Linked DNA regions of Gossypium arboreum: region 1 is linked to region 2. A link is a contact called in public Hi-C data. All regions are on one chromosome and are shown on one strand. Each heading gives the region's core, a stretch centred on a gene start, on an enhancer-like site or on the middle of the called end of the contact. The rest is flanking DNA. Distances are from core to core; before and after follow the strand shown.

The links. A called contact is a pair of places that touch in the nucleus more often than the background predicts.
Region 1: a Hi-C map of leaf shows a contact between it and region 2, with 2.1 times the contacts expected there. The contact joins the promoter of LOC108461793 here to the promoter of LOC108463585 in region 2. A contact is called at or near these places in 2 of 5 Hi-C or Micro-C datasets (both in leaf).

The regions. Positions count from the first base shown.
Region 1 is chr13:105,197,462-105,203,151 of ASM2569848v2, reverse strand. It overlaps LOC108461793, which reads right to left and starts at 2,773. Exons shown (of 6, transcript XM_017761725.2): 1 at 2,446-2,773; 2 at 2,295-2,358; 3 at 1,393-1,585; 4 at 935-1,008. The coding sequence starts at 2,638.
Region 2 is chr13:105,029,981-105,035,931 of ASM2569848v2, reverse strand. LOC108463585 (phosphate transporter PHO1 homolog 7-like) reads left to right here and starts at 2,514. Exons shown (of 12, transcript XR_001868093.2): 1 at 2,514-3,252; 2 at 3,342-3,669; 3 at 3,774-3,822; 4 at 3,916-3,987; 5 at 4,117-4,246; 6 at 4,317-4,437; 7 at 4,534-4,792; 8 at 4,885-4,989; 9 at 5,082-5,276.

The sequences.
Region 1 (5,690 bases), core at 1,524-4,023, 170 kb before region 2:
ATTAGATGATTAGTTATATTTGTCCTGTATCTATCCCTTTAACCATGAAAAGTTAATAGTTCAGAGTTTACGATATAGAAGCATCATAATTTGACCTTGCAAGCATTTCCAACTATACACTAAAATGGAAACTTCTTATTTTGCCTTATTAAGGCATCAACAAGCAGTGAAGCCAAACAAACAATAAGGTAACAATAGACATCTATTAATATTTTATAAAGTTAGTTCTGTAGGAGCAGAACATCACTTCTAGATTTAAAGGATGCTAATAGTAATTATACCCATATTGTAAGTTGTAACTAGTGGTCAAGAAAGAAGAAAAGGAAACTGACAAAATATCACAAGAAACAAATACTTTTGGAGAGTTCCTTTTTAGAGATATTGAGCAAGTAACTTTGTTGCACATTGTTGTTCATATACACCTAAAGTTTTCAAGACATAAAGGCGCAGGGGTGCTCAATGGATGTAGAATTTTTGATAGCTTTGAGATGAGACAAAAACAAATACTAAAATGGTACCATGATTTGACAAAATTACTAATACGCTTATTACTTGTATTGGTTGGTTTGGCTATTTATTTATTTATTACTTCTGAGGGAAATAGCAGAATAAACTTCCCAATGAAAACAATACATATTATCATGAGAAACAAAGTGAATTATCCTTCTTGGATCAGAAGCCAAGGCCGAGGGATGGAGAGGACGAAAGTACCAAAATTGCTTCAAAAACAAAACTAAAGGAGCAAGGTCTGTTTGTCTATTTTTTCTCCATTTTGAAAATTCGAGGAAATTTATCTATATGCAAAAAGAAAATGCAGTACAATATTCAGCAGCATCAATATCCAATAAATCCACATTTTTCATATAATTAGATATGTGTGTGTGTGTGTGCCTGTGAGAGAGAGAGAGAGAGAAACTTGAGCACTAATGTGTACCTAACGGCAGTATTTTCAGGAAGCACTTCATCCATTCTACTATGGCAAATGGGGAAGAGCTTGACTAGTTCTTTCTGCATGAGTTAGAAATTTATTAGAAATTACATGTAACACAGGTAACTTTACAAGCATAATAATCAAACATATGTTCTATCAAGAAGACCAATAAAGGTAACTACACAGTAAATCTCAAATGACAAGACAAGTCAAATGACCTTGAATTGCTGAATAATAGTCTGTAATGGCTATTATTATTGAGTTAAGCAGCATGCTGGTTCAAAAACATAGAACTATAAGTTTAACTTTTACACCAACAACTAGGCATTCTGAATCTTAAGGTTAAAATTTCAAACGTAGTGTAAACTCTGGGTAGGTTATCCTTGCAGTAATTAAAATTTACTATCTCTTTGAACCTTTTATGATAAAGAAGACAATGTTGAAAAGAAAACAAGAAGAACCTCTTTCTGAGTGACAGTTTCATCCAGTAAGGAAGAAGTATTCTCTAAAGCCTCTGTTTGAATGTCAATTCCATAAACACGACCATGACCAGATTCATCAGCAACCATTTTAAGCATTGCTACGGTATCATAACCATTCCCACATGTGGCATCTATGACAATATCCCCTTTATGCAGGACATGCCTCCAAACCCTGGCCAGTAATGGAAATAACATTATTTAAAAGAAATATGTATACGAAGTTGAGCACCATTGCTGAGAAGTATATGGAAATTTACCATGCAAGATTTCATGATATATAAAAAAAATTAGCATCCTTGGTATAAACAACAAAGACCAAAACTTAATTGTTAAGGAAATAGCACAAGAGGGCTTGTATCAGAAACAGGCTTCTCAGGTCCAAGCAAAATTAGATCATGCAGTTCAAAATCAGTGCAAACTTGAAGGGGAAAAATTGGAAGAAAGGATGCTGAAGAACAAAAAGATAGATTTCAGGAAGAACATCAAATTCCTATTGACACCATATAAATTTCTTTTTTTATCAATTTCAACATTTATACCCCACGAGCACTGAATTCCCATTCGCACTTCTTGATATAGTATCACTAAATTCTGGCCATACCTTTATTACTATCATATCTTATTAAACAACGTTCAATATAACATCAAGAACAAGAAGCTGCTTCAGTTTACACAGTTTCCCAGCATGTAAACCACCAACATTTATAACAGAGACATCGAATTTACAATAATGTTCTAGGAAACCTAAAAGGTCCAACAGTCCCGATTAACCACGGACTATATACTAGCAGATAGAGTACAGTTTTAAACATTACATTAAAAAATTAAAAGAAATCAGAGAGATAGAGAAAGAAAACAAAAAAGGGAAGTTAAGTACCTACAAATGAGCCACTTCTGTTGCTTTCTTCTTCCCAAAAATATAACCAACCAACTCATCCTCTAACCCTGAAATTGTATCACGAAAGATAAGTCCTTTTATTTAAATTTCACATCCAAAAAGCAGCGAATATCAACAATAGTAATAGTAAATACCAGAAAGTGGAGAGCTGTTTGAGGTGCCTCCATTGGTATGAAGAAGGGAATTGGTAGAGCAACAAAGAGTCTTACAGGGTTTTCTGACTGATGAGGAGAAGGAAGAGAAACTGAATAATAATGATTTGGTTTGAACAAGGATTGTGTTTGATAACATTGGGTTAAAGCGTGAGCTAAACCTCAAAGCTGACATTGTTACTTCTGTGAGCCTCAGACTTGTTTTTGTTTCAGTTCAGTAGTCGGGGGAGGCCGTGGAGAAAGGGAAGGATAATAACTACAAAATGGATCAGTCTAGGGGTAATATCCGTAAGATCTTTAGAACCCAGCTGATGGTGAAATTGAGTAAACCATCAGTTTTTTTTTTTACCCATCCGATTTAATTAAATAAATCATTTAAAAATTATAAAAATAAAAAAATTTAATATAATTATCAATGTAATTGATTCACAAAATCAATCTATTTAATCTCTTATTCTAAACCAACGTTCGATCCTATTCTCAAAACAGTGAAAATACCAATAATTCAAGTATAAATATATATATATTGACATCAGTGATTGTTTGAACTCCATAAAATAAATTTAAGTAATTGCATCTTTCATAATTAAAAAATAATTGTTTAGAAATGTTTAATGTAATTATATCATAATTTTTCTTTTTAAATAATACCCGCATAATTTTAAACTTTAAAATTAATATTAATTATTATAAAAAATTTACCAATAATATTCTTTAAGCCAGTAACAAAACTTAAAACTAAATAATTGTGTGTAATATATTAGTCCAAAAAGCTATTGAACAATAGTCAATTGAATTTTGAAATTGGTATGAACATTGCTCTCAATACACGAGCACGTGATTTTGAGTGAGCTGAAGCGTATTATCCTACTATTTATAGGTTGAAAGAGGTTTATGGGTCGATTGAGTTTTATCTCAATTGGCACTGATATTATTGTCAATACAAGAAGATGTAGGTTTGAGTGCGCTGAAGCGCATTATCTCTCTATTTATAGATTAAAATGCGTTATGAGTAGTATAAAATATTGTGTCAAAAAGAGCAGATTAAATCAAAACTTATAATTGTGTAAGTCAAAATGTATAAAAACTCATCTCTCGTCAATAAAAATTTCAAATTGTTTAAATAAGATTAATAAAATAACATATAAATATATTTTAAAAATAAAACACATATTCTAAAATTAAAATTAAAGTATTATTATTGTATAAAAATAACTTATTAAATTTAGATAATTTACTAAATGCACCATTAATATCACGAATTAACTAAAACTATACTAGTCTCAAACATTTTCATTAGAAGGAAGCCTAATTACTTACTTGCATGCTTTCTTTAAGTGTTAATAGCAAAATTCACCCCTATACTTTATCAAATTTATAAACGTGATATCTTTACTTTCAAAATATTTTAATGTGATATTTTTACATTAATTTCTATTTATTAATCTGGCACCTCCATCTAACGATGTTAAATTTTGACTTGTCAAGACATGTTACACAATTGTAAGGTGCTACGTGTCATTTTTGTCAAAAAAAATTAATTTCAAAATATGCTAAGGACCTCAACTTAAAAAACCCAAATTCTTTTTTCACAAAAAAAATTAAAAAAATTCTCTCCTCAAGGGATAACCCCCCAAATCTCTCTTCATCCTTCTAGAGTTTGTTACGTCAATTTGTCGCCGCCACTCTTCCGGTCACCTTCTCCGATAGTGGTTCCAGCAGTTTCTTCCTCCCCTGATTTTTTTTGGGCTTTCTACTTCCTGTTCTATTCAAGCGATGGGAGTTTCAATCGATGGAACTTTTTTCTTGAATAGTTTTTTCTCTTCTTTAAAGCATCTTGCTTATGAATCGAAAAAAATATTACAGCTTTTGATGGGGTAAGAGTCGAGGACTTGCATATGGGTCTTGATGGTAACATTAGGGAACATTTTTAATAATAACTCGATGGTGAAAAATAATAATAAGTCATTAATGAAGCAATAAGAGCACTCGGATTGTGAATCTAAAAGAGCCATTATGAATGCCCTAGAATCGTTGAATCAAAAGGGAAACAATGGGTTCATAAGTAGAATTTGATATGATTGATTCCCATAAATCTAAAGGGATGAGTTGAGAAGAGAGAAACAAAGAATAGAAGAGAAGAAGAGAGACCAGAATTTCATTTACTAACAAATTGACTAAGTTCTTCCTGGCTGTTCTCTATGCTAAAAAGCCAAGGAAGACGTTATAGGGAAATTGAAAATCAATTATGGCTGTTACAATGACAGTTGAGACTCAAAACGCACAGTTTTAATTAAACGGCAAACACCCCATAACCTAGTTTCAACGCACCGTTTTGACCTTTAAAATGAAACTAATTGTTTCACTTAATACTAGATTCTAAACGTTGTGTTTAAACAACTGAATTAACAAAAATAAAAGTAGTCTCCCTGGTCGAGTGGTTCATTGTCCTCAAGGATCAAAAGTGGAAAATCGTTATTGTAGCTCATGAAGAACCTCCTAGGTAGCATTATCAAGGAAGGTGTTAGCCCATTCGACCAGCACTTTTGTGACAACCTAATTGCTTCTCTTAACCATGTGTCAATCAAGTATATGGCTCGGTTCCTTGAGCATAACTCTATTAAAGGCTACTAGGTGTAAGGTCGATTGAACTAGTTGCTTTTCCACATGGCGTTTGAGTTAAGACACATGGAATGTGGGATGTATTCGAGAACCAAAAGGCAACTTGAGCTTATAGGCCACTTCCCCAACTTTGGCCTTCACAGCAAAAGGGCCAAAAAACTTAGGAGAGAGTTTTTAGTTCAATATTTTCCTAATAGAGTGTTATCTATAAGGTTGAAGTTTAAGGTAAACAAGGTCACCAACTTGAAAGGTGCGGTCACTCCTCATATAGTTAACAAAGTGCTTCATTCGGTCTTGTACCCTTTTGAGGTGGAATTAAAGAAGTTTCCTATCCGCTTCAAGCTATTGCAGACTGCGATCAACATACTCAACAGTGGAAGAGCCTACCAAGTAAGGCAAGTGTTGAGGTGGGGGCTGGCTATACAAAGCCTCATATAGTGTCATCTGTATAGCTGAGTGAAAGGTGGAATTATACCTCCACTCAGCCAAAGACAGACAACAACATTAGTCCTTAAGGTGTTCTCCTATCATGCGTTAAAGGTAGCTTTCCAAACATTTGTTGAGTACTTTAGTCTAACCATTTATTTCAAGGTGGTAAGCAATTA
Region 2 (5,951 bases), core at 1,265-3,764:
AACATAAAATTTGGGGCGTTACAGCTCAAATAGTAGCAATTAAATTTGTTTAGTTAAATTAAATTACTAGTCTTGTACTATGCGTACAATTATAGATTTAATCCACTTTCTCCAATTGGATAATTCTAAGTCCCTATATTTTTAAAATTTGAAATTTTAGTCTTAATGCAAATGACAATCAGTAATCCATTAACTAGATTTTTAGTGAGTAGTATGTGAAAATAATAAGCTGAAATGACATTACACATATGATAATATATTTAACGAATCAGATTTTGGAAATAGCAAAGCTTTACTTAATGGATTTAACAATTATTATTTGGCGAGAACAGAAATTTTAAAATTTAAAAAATCGGAAGACTAAAAATGACCAATTAAAAATAAAGGGATTAAATCCATAAATTTTACTAAGTAGAGAGACTAATAGCATAATTTAATTGAAATTTTATATTCAAAAACTTAAAATCTAAAATACTTGAATAAAATCTCACCATTTGATACGTTTGGTGTCAAAATAATTCCAGGGTTCTAAGTAAAGGTCCTAAAGATAAGATTTGAAATAGTTGAATGTGCGAGACGGGATTCCTATAAGAGTTTGATTTTATACGCTCATTTGAAAACTAGAGGAGGCAAGAAGACAAAACTAATCATAAGATAAACGTGGTGGTTGTAAGACGACAAAGATTATGGAATTATATAGTCAAAGTGAGTCCCCAATTTCTTACTTTATATGATTCAATTTCCGACATTAAACGAGTAATTTCAAAGCATGCATTAGCTAACTTTTTTGTTTAATAATAATTAAACTAACAACAACCATTTTTTTATACCGAAAACGATATAACAATGGCATGTAAGAGACAACACGCGGAAAAAAGATGACCCGCAAGGTTTACCAACTTTATTCTATCAAAGTATGGGAAGATATATTTGTTTTATATAATTCAACAATTATATTATAATGAACAACTCTAAATCTCACGAAATTCATATAAATTACAAAAATATTTAATTTCCATTTTTCTCTATAATTAAATTCACAACACATGGGAGTAGTAAAAAATGAAAGCGTGAATTAATTGTCCATTCCGTGGCCATTATTAAAAGGCCGTGCTTTTCTTTGACGTACTTTTTAAAGATAAAAATAGCAAACAGGGAATTGTGTGGGCTCATAATCTACTCGGTTTGATTTGTCTTGTTTTTAAAGAAAAGTTAGCAAACAAAAATCTACATAGCTATTGTTTTTCATAATTTATTACAAGCTAGTTAAAATGTGCTGTTAGACACTGTAATTGTATGTTTAAAAGTTAAAAATCCAGTCTTCATATTTCTTCAATTTAAAAATTATAATTTAATTATTATCAGTTTTTATAAAATTTATCAATTTAACGTGTTTGTTTTATATCAATCATATATCACATCATAAAATAATAACTTAATCAAAATTTCAAATTAATAAATTTACTTTCACTTTTAATTATTGAATTGAGATTTGTAAAGTAAGATGACTTAATTTTTAATTTTTAAGTATAAGGACTAAATCTTAAATTTTGTTAAAATACAAGATTAATAACATATTTTAACCTTTTAATTATTTACCTGGTTAAAAGAAAAGGATTTTGTGCTATGTGCTGAACATTGTGCTTGAAAATATATGAATAAGACCATTGAAATAGAATTCAATAATCATGTGACTCATGCCTGAATTTTGTATGATAATTTATATTAACATGTGATATTTATAATTTGATTTATTAAATTTAAAAATTCATACACAAGAGATTTAGATGGTAAATAAAGTAAGATTTTAAGCATAACGAATTACATTGATAAATTTGAAATATTTAAAATTTAAAATATGAGGGAATATAAAATATTACCTGTAAAGAAAGGTAAGAGAAATTTTATTTTTGGGAACCTTTTGGAAAAATAAACGCTTTAATTTTAATTTTTCTGATTTTAGGAAGCTTTAAATTTATCCAAGCTATGAACTTTTGCATCAATTTGATTGGGATAGTTAAGTAGGTTTCAATTAAAGGTAAATCATGGGAAAAGACAGGCATAGATTAATTTTTTATTTTTATTGTAAGTTTAAAATATAAAATTCTAATAAATCTCATGAAATAATTGTGGGCTTATATATCTATTTTAAGTTTTTGAAAATTTCAAGAAAATCCAGACAAAAAAATTAATATATTCTTTTATTTAATTGAAACAATAATTAAAATTTTTTATTAAACATTTGTTTCAGTATGCATGTATTCAAATTGTGTTATCTCATTTCTTATTAAATAAAAGTTAAATATATATTTTTTTAAAAATGTACAATGAGATAGCTAGAAAAGATGTGGGAAGCTAAGCAAGAACAGGATTCGCTGACACGTAAGGGCTCAATCTTTTGAAGTGAATGATATTATTAAATTACATTTTAGATATATGGTTTTAATATCAAAACAAATATTAATTATAATAAATAAAAATACGCACTAAAATACTAAAAGTTCATTACAGGCGCATATAGCTGGCATATTTTATAAGCTACGAATTAAAAAAAAAAAAGTAGATTGAGAGATTGAAAGATCGTGAAAGTTTCCTTGTTCTCATTTCCATAAATCCTAAAGTTATAAAACATTAGTGCCTCTAACCCTTTTGATTGACCAAGTTCCTTCTGCTGTTTTGCTCATCTTTTCCTTCTATAACTTGAGGAGCAAATTAAGTATACTACATCGCATTGCCATAAAATGAAGTTTGGGAAGGAGTTTGCTTCTCAAATGGTGCCTGAATGGCAGGCAGCTTATGTGGATTACAGTTCATTAAAGAAATTTTTGAAAGAAATCCATGGTGTGAAACAAAAGTATCGGCAACCAGATACCCCAACTCGGCTTCAACGAGCATTGACGCTTTATAGAAGCTTTAGCGGTTTGGATCCGAGACGAAACAAAGGTGGGAGTTCATTCGACGATCATGATGTTGAAAACCAAGCGATTCTTGTGAATTCCGTGCGAGGAAATGGCTCAGGGAAGTACGAGACTACTTTTCTTATGGTTGCAGAAGAAGGGGCTGAATATGAGCAAGAGTTCTTTAAAAAGCTTGATAATGAGTTGAATAAAGTTGACAAGTTTTACAGGTCTAAGGTGAAGGAAGTTATGGCTGAAGCAGAAACACTTACCAATCAAATGCATGCTTTAATTGCTTTTAGGATAAAAGTATATAAATTACAAGAGAATTTTGATGTTTCTGGTTCTAATGACAGTAAGTACTTTTTCTTCCAAGTTCTGCACAAGTTGTTTTCAATTTTACAGTTGAGACACCTTAATTTATAACAATTACTTCATTTGCAGAAATCATGGTTCCCATGAATGCATTACAAGGCACAACTGAATCAGATAATGATGCTAAGCAATCCAGTAATGGCTGCCTAGAGATTCAAGAAGAGAACCCCAAGAAAGTAGTGAGCAGCATTAGACTTGCTCCACAAGAGGTGTTGAATCACGTGAAGTTGAATCAAGCTATTCAAGCTCCTTTCTCAGCTGCCAAAGTGTACTGTGCTAGCAATACTAACAAGACACAAATGAATTTTAGCAAGGACAACCTAAAGAAAATCCAAAACCAACTGAAACAAGCCTTTATTGAATTTTATTACAAGCTTCGGCTTCTCAAGAACTACAGGTAACAAATGGCTAATAACCCATTGTATGTATTTGGTTCCCTTTTCCTTCTACTTTTTAACAAATGTATATTGATTAGTCTTCGATGCTTGTGTCTAAGAACAGCTTCTTGAATGTGTTAGCATTCTCTAAAATCATGAAGAAATATGATAAGGTATATATCTTATAAGCCTTCTTAACATCAAACATTCGGTGTCAACTCAACCAGGCTTGTCGGTACTGATTGTTCTTCTTTCATGGGTCTCAGATCACATCAAGAAGAGCATCAAAGTATTATATGAGGACAGTGGATGATTCTTATATAGGCAACTCCGACGAGGTAGGTGGCTTCCCAGTAAAATACCTTGGTTTTGATAATTAACAATTCAAAATTCTAGTGTCATTGTTATTCGTACATAGATACTTTAGAAAAATTGAAGAATCGGGTAACATAAGCTTGTTGTTTCAGGTAACTAAGCTAATGGAAAGGGTAGAAGCCACATTTATCAAACATTTCTCAAATTCAAACCGAAGTAAAGGGATGAACCAGTTGAGACCAAAATCAAAGAAAGAAAGGCATAGTACATCATTTGGCACAGGTAATCATTATACCCATTTAATGCCTTTTACCCCTTAAAGAAGATATTTATTGGAAAATTGATGTTTCAGGCTTCTTTGCCGGCTGCACAGCGGCCCTCATACTAGCTCTGGTTTTGATTATACATGCCCGCAATATCCTCGATAAGGAAGGAAGAGTTCAATACATGGAAAGCATGTTTCCAGTATATAGGTTATTTTCTTTTACTATTTTACTCCACTCTGTTGTTTCAGCTACACTGCAAATGTGACAAATTTAACGAAGTCATCTTAACTATGAACATTGCAGTTTGTTTGGGTTCATGGTTCTACATATGCTCATGCATGCTGGGAATATATACTTTTGGAGGCGATACAGAGTTAATTATTCCTTCATATTTGGGTTCAAGCAAGGAACAGAGCTGGGCTTTCGAGAAGTTCTTTTCTTGAGTTTTGGCCTTGCAACGCTAGCACTGATCAGTGTGGTCTCCAACCTTGACATGGAAATGGACCCTAAAACTGGAGATTATAAAGCATTAACTGAGCTACTTCCTTTAAGCTTGCTTTTGGTAAAAACTAAAAACTATTTCACTTCATAATCGCAAAACCCAGTTCAGCAAAACCATTTTTTGATCTATTTACTTTTTGCTTTCTCAACCAGCTTGTGATAATTGTATTGCTTTGTCCTTTCAACATCCTTTATCGCTCAAGTCGCTTCTTCTTGCTCAGAACTTCGTTTCGTTGTATCTGTGCGCCCCTCTACAAGGTAAATATATATCGTTTGTTGAATCAGAAGATTTGGGAACCTTTCAGTTGATTTTCAGCAAAGATGGTCCGTGACTTGTAATATTGATGCAGGTAAAATTTCAAGATTTTTACTTGGCAGATCAGTTTACTAGTGAGGTACAAGCATTTAGAAGTGTGGAATATTACATTTGCCATTATGGTTGGGGAGACTTCAAACTCAGACAAAACACATGCAAATCAAATGACATATTCAACACTTTTTATTTCATCGTTGCTGTAGTCCCTTACTGGTCTCGTCTCCTTCAGGTATTTTCACTTCTATATCTATGTTTCAATCCCTGGAGAACACAAATAGCGTAAACTACATTAGATGCCACTCAACTTTATTTAATTTTTTTATTTTTACCATTGACATTTTGAAACTTACAAAGATGCCACTAATATTTTTGGATTACTACAAAGATACCACTCCACCATTTATTCCATTACTTGGGTACTGTGCATCTACCGTCGCAAGTTAAATGTGTCACGGGTTTAAAAAAATTTATTTTCTATCATTTTTATTTTTAAATTATTTATTTCCTTTTTTATTTCTTCACTTAAATCTCTTAAATGCCTATTAAACTCCATAAAAAGCATTGTATGATTTCACGGCATCTTTCTTCCTTTCCAATAGAAGAATGATAAATTAAATTTTTTCTCCTAATTTTTAGCTTTTTCTTGTTGAAAAAATTTAAATCCAACTAAAAATATTAAAAATTAGAAGGAAAATCTGATTTGTCATATTCCTATTGGAAAGGGATAAAGATGACTTGTAATCACAATTTCATACAATTCTTTCTCTTAAACTCCATTAGAACTACATTTTCATCCCTTGCCCTCCCTTTTTCCTCAAGCTTTCCTTCCGCATCTCTCTATCATCGTCCCACCCTCACCCTACTCCTTAGTTTACTCTTAAAAAAGGGAAAACGATTTCTCAAA